Regions from separate parts of the Zea mays genome. Here region 2 is linked to region 1. The links are chromatin contacts, called in public Hi-C maps. All regions are on one chromosome and are shown on one strand. The core of a region is the stretch at or near the end of the contact, and the rest is flanking DNA. Distances in the headings are between cores, read along the strand shown. Region 1 has its middle 16 kb from the start of LOC103626671. Region 2 holds the start of LOC103626673.

Region 1 (4,186 bases), core at 1,327-3,826:
GGAAAGGGAAGCCCAACTTTCATGAAGCTCCTAAAGACTACCACTTCATCACCTTCAGGAAGGGTTACAGTGTCTTCTCCCCCAGCCCTCACTATGGACAAATCATGAAAATATTCGCCTTTCATCGCTTTTCAATTTGCCCTTGTCTGATAGTTGACTTCCCAAAAACAACGTGGCTTGGCCTCCACGGTCGATCTTTGGCATCTTCGTTGTCACTCTGAACATCCAAGCTCTCGCTGTCACTTGAATCATCGGATAGCCTAGCTAACATTTCATTGGTGATTTTTTTCTACGTTGGTCCTTTCCATGGCTTCGTAGAAGCCAGCGAGTGTGGGATCCACACTTTTCTTATCCTCGGCCATTTCGGTGATGATCACTGCAAAAAGCCGAAGCTCAAAAACAATTGCACTCACAGAACAGGAAAGCTAAAACGACAACCGCAACACAAAAGCTAGATGGCACGAAAAATATCTGCAACACAACCTTCTATATATATACTCAGAGCCCCACAATTCGGTGGGTCCCACGGCTCAGAATGATTCGCTATTCTAGCGAAGGGAAGGTGTTTTTTCGGACCTTCGACTAAAGGCCTTCGTTCACGTCGCAGTCTAAATTTGTTACAAAAGAACAAATTAATACTGTGAGGGGCTACTATTGGGGGTCTTCCTTTTCCGAAGGTCCTCAAAAACATAATTAATCATTTGCTTTCAGCATAAGCTATTACAGGGAGCTTCGTCTTCAGGATGGAAGTCTTTCCTCCACGATGAAGGCATACGAGACGAAGATATGATTTAAAGATGATAAGAATAAAAGTCGAAGCTATTGCCAGAGTAATAGCTTCGGCTTATAATGGTGATGAAGACTGGTGATGATGCTATCCGAAAGGAAAAAAGACTGCTTAGTCCTTAATGATTTATGTTACGATCATAAGTAAACGTCAGGGACATAAATGTACTTTTATCCGGGCTGCGTCCCGTGCCTATAAATAGATGAACAATAGCATCGTACTGTTCACGCTGATTTGTAATCTCTCTCGCATCAACACCTTCGAGCAAACCGAAGGTATCAATGTAATACAAATTGTGTTGATATTCATACATATTTTATGGGATGTAAATATGAATGAATCAATGAGTTATATTCATTATATTTATCTTTATGTATTCTTATTCATCTTTAATATGATAAAGGCATGTCCTTCACGACCTTCGTCTGATGATCATTATACTCACGAGGAGATAATGATTCGAAAGACGAAGGCCATTAATACTTAACAATTGTGTTGCCTTGTTCTTGATTTACAACATTTAAGAACAAGTGACCAACATTACTCATGTCATAATTTCCGACCTCATATCAGATTTTCTGGCCTTTGTAGATTCTGAAATTATGAGCGTGATCTTAATTGAACACTTGTTCAACCCCGCTCCGGCCTTCCAGACGACACCTAGATCCTTTTAACATACGCAAAAGCAGGTTCTACTTTAATAACCAGGAGTATTCTGGTCACTTTTTAGCTTTTCTCTCGTTCACCCCAAGATAATACTACCTTCGTTCTTGAATATCTATCGTCCGCTAGTATTTTGAACTAAAAACGTGACAAATAAAAAATAAGGAATGGAGTATATTACTCTAATATATAACCATATTGTCTAGAGCCAGACAGCCAGTTATCATAACTGAAGAGTATCTTCGAAGAATGGTAAAGCTGAGTAACGTACATTAGTAAACATTACCGTTGAAAAGGGTCAGATTTATCCCCTTTGTTTACAACAACAATAATTAACCCTTGGACAATGGCTTGGGCCAGGCAGAGGCAGCGCGCGCGATCTGGACTTGAGACATGACGAAATGGACCTCCTATCTGGATCTACTGACTACTGTATGGACCAGCAGGCGGCAGCTCGACACAGTCTCGACTCAAACAAACGTACTGTGTCCTGTCTCAACAAGTCAACATCCTATACAAGTATTGTATTGTGCTCTTCACCTTATTAGCATGTCTTGGTTTGGGCTGCAACGGACTGCTAGGGTACGTTTGGTTACAATAACAGGATGAGACAGAATAAAACGATCTCTCGAATAAGGTTGTTTGGTTCAGAGTCAAGGGTTGAAACATAATTATCCTAGTGTTGTTTCCAGTTTGTCTCTTAAAATTAGATGAAACAGACGTTCCTATTCCGACTGTCCCGCAACCAAAGGCATTAGTTACCAGTTTACCACCCCGATCCTACTTGTATTGTATGTGGTGTTTTCATTCAGCAACTCAGCATTCCTTCGTCTAGCTCAGCCCTTCGGTTTTGCTGCTCTACTTCCACGAACGGTTCCCAGTACTGCATGCATCATGCACGCACATGCACGAGCCCGAGACCGCCTTAACAAAAAAAAAAAAAAACAGCAGGTCCTCCGACAAGACCTGGCTGCAGGAGACATGGAGAGGGAAGAAAAAAAGCGCGCAGGCGCAACAGCCAACAGGCGAGTCGTGAGCCCGTGAATCGAAGCAGCAGCACGGCACGTACGGGCATGAGCATGATCGGCCGACTCGATCGATCCATCATCGTCTATCGGTCGGGACCAGGACCAGCCTAACGATTTGTACAACTCGACTGGATGGGAGGCAGCTGTACCTCGAGTAGCTCGAGGCCTGGGTAGGGATGAAAAGTGTCCCGGAATTTTTTGGAATTCCGGAAACATATTTCGAAATTTTTCGATCGGAACGGAATCGATTTTCAGAATTTTTTATCGGAATCGGAATCAGCGTGATGTTTTATCGACCGCTTCTTTCGGTTACAGAAATTACCGGATTTGTGTCTCGGAATTTTCCGGAATTAGGTCTCGGATTTTTTTCGGAATTTTCCGGCATGTGATTTTTTCGCATCGCCTGTACGTCTCTGGATAAGGATTACTTATTTTTGTATTTTTTTTGGACGCTTTAAGATTTTTTTGGATAGATGGTGTTGGAAGGCCGTTGAGATTAATGATTTGGTCTCTCGAACGAATCAGACCTTTTCTATGCACATGTTATGTATTAGTAATATATAATGATAGAGAGCCGACAGTCTGTCTTTTCCACACGCTAGATTTTAGGGTTTTCCTGTGAGGCTGTGAAAAAACTCTTTATGTGAGGAAAAAATATTTAATGAGTAAGCATGCCATATCAGCTAAATCGAGTGGATATTGTGAATTGTGAACTTTGAGTCTGTGAACTTGTGATCTTTATGAACTTGTTATACTGTAAACTTGTTATATTGTGAACTTTTGATCTTTATAAACTTTTTATATTATAAATTTGTGATCCTTGTGAACTTGTTATATCATGAATTGTGAACTTGTGGTCTTTGCGATCTTTTGTCAACTTTGTTGTATTGTGAAGTTTGATATGTTTACCGATCGTATTTAGATTTCGACCGTTACCGGTATATTTTCCGCACCGAACTTTCGTTTCCGATGTTTTTGAAATATCGATATCGTTTCCGTTTTCGGAGTTACAGTTTTCGATTTTGTTTCCGATAAAAAATATAAAAACGATAATAGTTTTAGTGTTTACCGACCGTTTTCATTCCTAGGCCTGGGTGTCGCTCTTTCTTTCTTTCTTGGCGGCTTACGTACTGCTACTCCAACGCCATGCGTCTTCCAAGTTAAAACATCATTGGCTTTGGGTTGCTCGTGCATAAACATGTGCAGAGCACTCGGCGGCCAACCATTCAGTAAAGATCGACCAATGGGTGGTCCAGGTTATTTACCAGTAATCCTAATTAGTAATATGCGCCTAATCACGACTAGCTCGTGAAGTCGTGATAACGATGTAACTAATATTCTAATAGATTACTTCCCAACCATCTCGGTCAATTTGCTTCTTATTAGTATATAGTACATGAGCATATGCAGCCAGCATGAGATCCAGATTTTTGGTCCGGTCTGCTCATGCCTGTACTAGCTCAACCCGCACCAATCCGGGTCTGGACTGGTCCCTTAGCACGTTGTACTATCTTCAGTAGATCCCTTATTCAATATTTTATCTTATCCCTTATTTTAAACTTCACTCTTTAAACAGTGCCATGTACAGTTTCGCGTCCCCCTATTTTACATGAACCACCGGATAAAGTCTTAGGTGGCACAAATCAAGGCGCGCTAGCTAGCTAGGAGATGGGATACAACCCTGCCGTTGTGGCCATTCTCCCTTCTA
Region 2 (4,250 bases), core at 1,040-3,539, 120 kb before region 1:
AGGCCGCGCAGTTACCGCGCGCGGGCGCATACGGTAAAATCTAATTCAAAGGCCCGAACCGATTTTTTTTCCTTTATCAGTGGCGGGGTTCAGTCGGCAGGACGGGGGGCAGGGAAATGTTGCTATACTTGGCAAAACAGTTTGGATAACCAGGCCTATTAATGGACGGGGAAGCAAGCGGAAGCGCAGCAGGAGGCTGGCGATTACCGCAGAGGATCCTAATCCCAAGGATTGGAATTCCAATGAAGAGGCAGCGGTAAAACCTCCCCCCGCAGCTTTTTTTGCCATTTGGGTTCGAGACTCCGGCTCCCGCAGCGCCAGCATATCCGGATGGATTAGTTGCTGCTGCATGAAAGTAGGGGGGAAATGCATGGCTGCAGCTACAAGACAAAGCTACGGAGAGAAAGAAGAAGGGTTTGCATGCCCCGGGTGGGGGGATTTGAATTTTCGACCCTCCTCCTCTTTAACTCCCGAAAATTTAAAAAGGAAAAAGTTTTGCCATGCATGCATATATATTTTATAAAAAAACTAAAAGCATGTAATGGCTAGCTCGTTGAGGAAACAGTTGCATGCAGGTCGCGATGAACGCCCGGGTACTAATTCCAAAAAAAAAATGCAAGGGAGGTCGGAGTAGATAATGTTCCGTAACGAGAATTTTTACTGCCTTGTCCTTGTTTGTTAGTACTACGTACATACACAGGATTTAATACCCCGGTCAGGCAGGAAGGAGCAGACGAATTATATTAATTATAGCGATGAAGAAGTAGCACTGCTCCGGAGTCCTGGAGCGGGTGCGAAAATCATGGTTGGGATTGCTGTTACAGTGGCGCAGATTAGGACTCAATCAGCGCCTCCTGCTGGCTTATAAACCCTAATCAAGGGAGTGGCATGCATGCATGCATGCATGGGTGGAAAAGGGAATGGATGGATGAGCTCATGACCCAACCAAACCAAACCTCGCAAGGCGACAAGGCGCTGCGCGCGCGAGGAATCAAGTACGTGCAAGTTTTGCAACAACCTGTACTGCCTCTGCCTGCCTGCGAGGAAGGGAGAGAGAGAGAGAGAGGAGAGCGATTAGCGAGATGGGGTTTGGTTTCCTTTCCTTTCCCTTGATTCCTTCCCGCGCACGGACGACACGAGAAGAGACCACGCATCAAATCAAATCATGCGAGAAATGGTAGGGGGGAAATATTTTTTTGTTTAGGCTAAAGCCGGGACCAAATCTAGTCCAAGGAAGGAAGGAAGGAAGAGACAGCACGCGACAAAACAAAAGCGAGATACTACACATCCAATTCCCATGCCCCTCCTCCTCTACACTTGTAGTACTACTCTAGTAGTAGTATATAGGAAGAAGTAGCGTCTAGTGCTATATACGCCGAGGAATAATAAATAAACAATTAAATCAAATAAAGAAATCGATTGATTGGTACTCGTCCCCGCCGTTCCCATCCGTTGCACAAGAACCGAGGCCACCAGCAATAACCCCCAAAAAGCTGCCCCCCGGTGGCGGTGGCGGTGGGGAGGTGGTGTGTTCATCCAACAACAACAAGAAGCGGAGCGGAGCGGGACAGCGGCGGCGAGAATTGCTGCGAAGCTAGCAGGAGTAGAAACTGAGCAGATCGCCCGGCCAGGTGCATGCCACGCGACGCCATGGCAGCCTGGCAGGGAGAGGGGAAGGCCGCCGGAGGAAGGAAGAGGAGAGGCCGGGCGAGGAGGAGGACGACGACGAGACTCGCACTCACCTGGAGGAGCGGGTGGTGGCGGTGCGCGGGGGCGCAGTGCGGGCAGATGCTGGCGCAGCAGGCGAGGCAGAAGATGTTGCGCTCGTTCTTCTTGCGGGACTCGTGCGCGGGGCACGCCACGAAGAAGCTCTCCGCCACGAGCCCGCCCACCCACCCGGCGGGCGCCATCCCCATCCACCACCGCACCGGGACCGAGGCCGGTCGCTCGGTCGATCTCCCGGAGCCCGCCTCCGGCCGGCACGCGGATCTCTCCCTCCTCCTCCTCCTCCTCCTGGGCTTGTTGACTGATCGCTCTCCCTCCGATCCCTCTGGCAGGGCAGGGCAGCGCGCAGGCAGCAGAGGCAATTCTGCCCGCCGTGCCGACCCCGGCCCCTCCTCCTCTCCTCTCGCTGGGGGCGCGCGCTGGGCTGGTTTGTTTAGTAGCGGACCGGGCCGGACTGGACCAGACCGGATCTGCGGTGGTGGTGGTGTGGTGCAAGGCAGGGCACAGGGCAGGCAGGCAGGGCAACGGCGCACTAGTACTATTACGTGTGCCTTGTCTCGTAGCTGCGCTGCCTTGGCGCTCGCGGAGGGAGAGAAAAACGAGGCGAGAACAAGATAGTGAGGGAGCACTACAGTAAAACTATACAATTCCGACGGTCGTCTTATGTCCGACGGCCCCGTAGGCAACCGTCGGACATACGGTTATGTCCGACGGCCAACAGCGGCCGTCGAAAATAAAAAAATATAACCGACGGCTGGCAGACTGACCGTCGGACATTACCTTATGTCCGACGGCCGACCCCCTGGCCGTCGGACATTAGCTTATGTCCGACGGCCTCGTACCGAGCCGTCGGACATAAGGCTTTTTAACGCGCGGTTCCGACCCGCGCGCCTTCAGTTTCACCCGAGACCGCGCGTTTCTATCCTGCCGCCGCCGAGCACGCCTCCGCCGTGTCCGAGGAGAAGCCGCCGTCGCCGCCACGCTCGTCGCCGCCACGCTCGTCGCCGTCCCGCCCTATCGCCGTACCGCCCGCCCCCACTGCTCGTGCTCCGGCGCCCGCCGCCGCCCCACCGCTCCGTGCTCGTGCTCCGGCCACCGCCACGCCCGTGCTCCGGCCACCACCGCCACGCCCGTGCTCCGGCCACCACCGCCCCTAGCTCGTGCTCCGGCCACCGCCACGCCCGTGCTCCGGCCGCCGCCGCCGCCGCCCCGTTCGCCGGTCGCCGCCGCCCCGTTCGCCGGTCGCCGCCGCCCCGTGCTCCGGCCAACGGCCCCGTGCGCCCGCCGCCGCCCGTGCGCCCATCGCCGGCCGACTCTCCACACCCGCTAAGTGAGTATACTTAATTAGCAATTTTGTTTATTAAAATTGTATGCTTTTATTAATGTATTTGATTAGAATTGTATGTTTGTATTAATGTATTTGATTGAAATTGTATGTATTAATGCATTTGATTGTTTAGTTTGTTATGTCCGACGGTCAAAATTTGATTAGTTAATTAAAGTAGTTTGTTTTACTTTATTTAGTGGTACTTTAGATAATTTTAATTTTTAATTTCCGAGGGTAATTATTATGCCCTCGGAAATAAGGTCATTTTATATGATTTGTCATCTATAACAATATTATTTCGTATGTAATATTGTATTATGGTTTATTAGTTTAATTATTTAATAATGCACGATGATTATAGTTAATCATAGTGTATCGTAGTGTGAACAAACGAAACCTAGGCGTCACCCGTTTCGGCCCAACACACCTTACAAGCGACGCATGTGAGGTATGTTGGGCCGGAATTGTCCCTTTTTTGGACAGCCTCGGGGTGACCGACAGAGTCCGTGTTTATGACAAAAGCATGTGCTCCTGCTTAGTTTCGGCAGCATAACCTCTCTGTTCTTCAATTGCACCATTTTTAGGCGTGCGATTGGAGAACAACGGGGTTATGCTGCCGAAATTTCGCACGACCACATGTCTTGTCATAAACACGGTCTCGTCGGTCACTCCTGGGTGGGTTTAGGACCTATCCTTTCCTACAGATGTAGGGGCGTGATTTCTTCGTAAAAACGGAATGCACGTGCAGTACTTATCTAATTAAGTTAACGTATCGTATCTAGTATGGAGGAGAATCGTCGATGGATGTATGAAGGTTGGAAGAAAAGAGGTGCTCTATCAAGTGAGTGGGTGGCCAAGACTGATGCTTTTCTCGACCATGCTTTTGCTCGGTCAGAGACTGGAACCGATGTTAGGTGCCCTTGTAGCAAGTGTCGGAACATTAATTTCCTTGACAGGAGGACTATGTCGATACATATTTGCAAGAACGGTTATATGCCAGGCTATGAGGTGTGGGTGCACCACGGTGAGGACCCACCTCGTATTGTATCGGAAGTTCAGTCACATGAAGAGGAGGACTACGATAGGATGGAAGAGATGCTTGACGATGTACGCCATGAGTTTCTAACCGTCGATTCGGAGAACCCCGGTCAACCCACCGAGTTTGAGGATCCAGCTACACCTGAGGTTCAGAAGTTCT

The links. Hi-C and Micro-C count contacts between places; a contact is called where the count stands out from the background.
Region 2: a contact with region 1 is called in a Hi-C map of ear, with 1.9 times the contacts expected there. The contact joins the promoter of LOC103626673 here to the enhancer-like site in region 1. A contact is called at or near these places in 2 of 25 Hi-C or Micro-C datasets (ear and tassel).

What each region holds. Positions count from the first base shown.
Region 1 is chr5:87,786,066-87,790,251 of Zm-B73-REFERENCE-NAM-5.0, reverse strand. No RefSeq gene overlaps it. Among protein-coding and RNA genes, the nearest start is that of LOC103626671, 16 kb to the right of the region's middle. Within about 2 kb of position 2,576, at least 5 of the 20 cell types and tissues checked have an H3K27ac peak or open chromatin away from gene starts, as enhancers often do. A contact at or near this core is called in ear, where this site is marked.
Region 2 is chr5:87,902,610-87,906,859 of Zm-B73-REFERENCE-NAM-5.0, reverse strand. LOC103626673 reads right to left here and starts at 2,289. Exons shown (of 4, transcript XM_020538437.3): 1 at 1,743-2,289. The coding sequence starts at 1,916.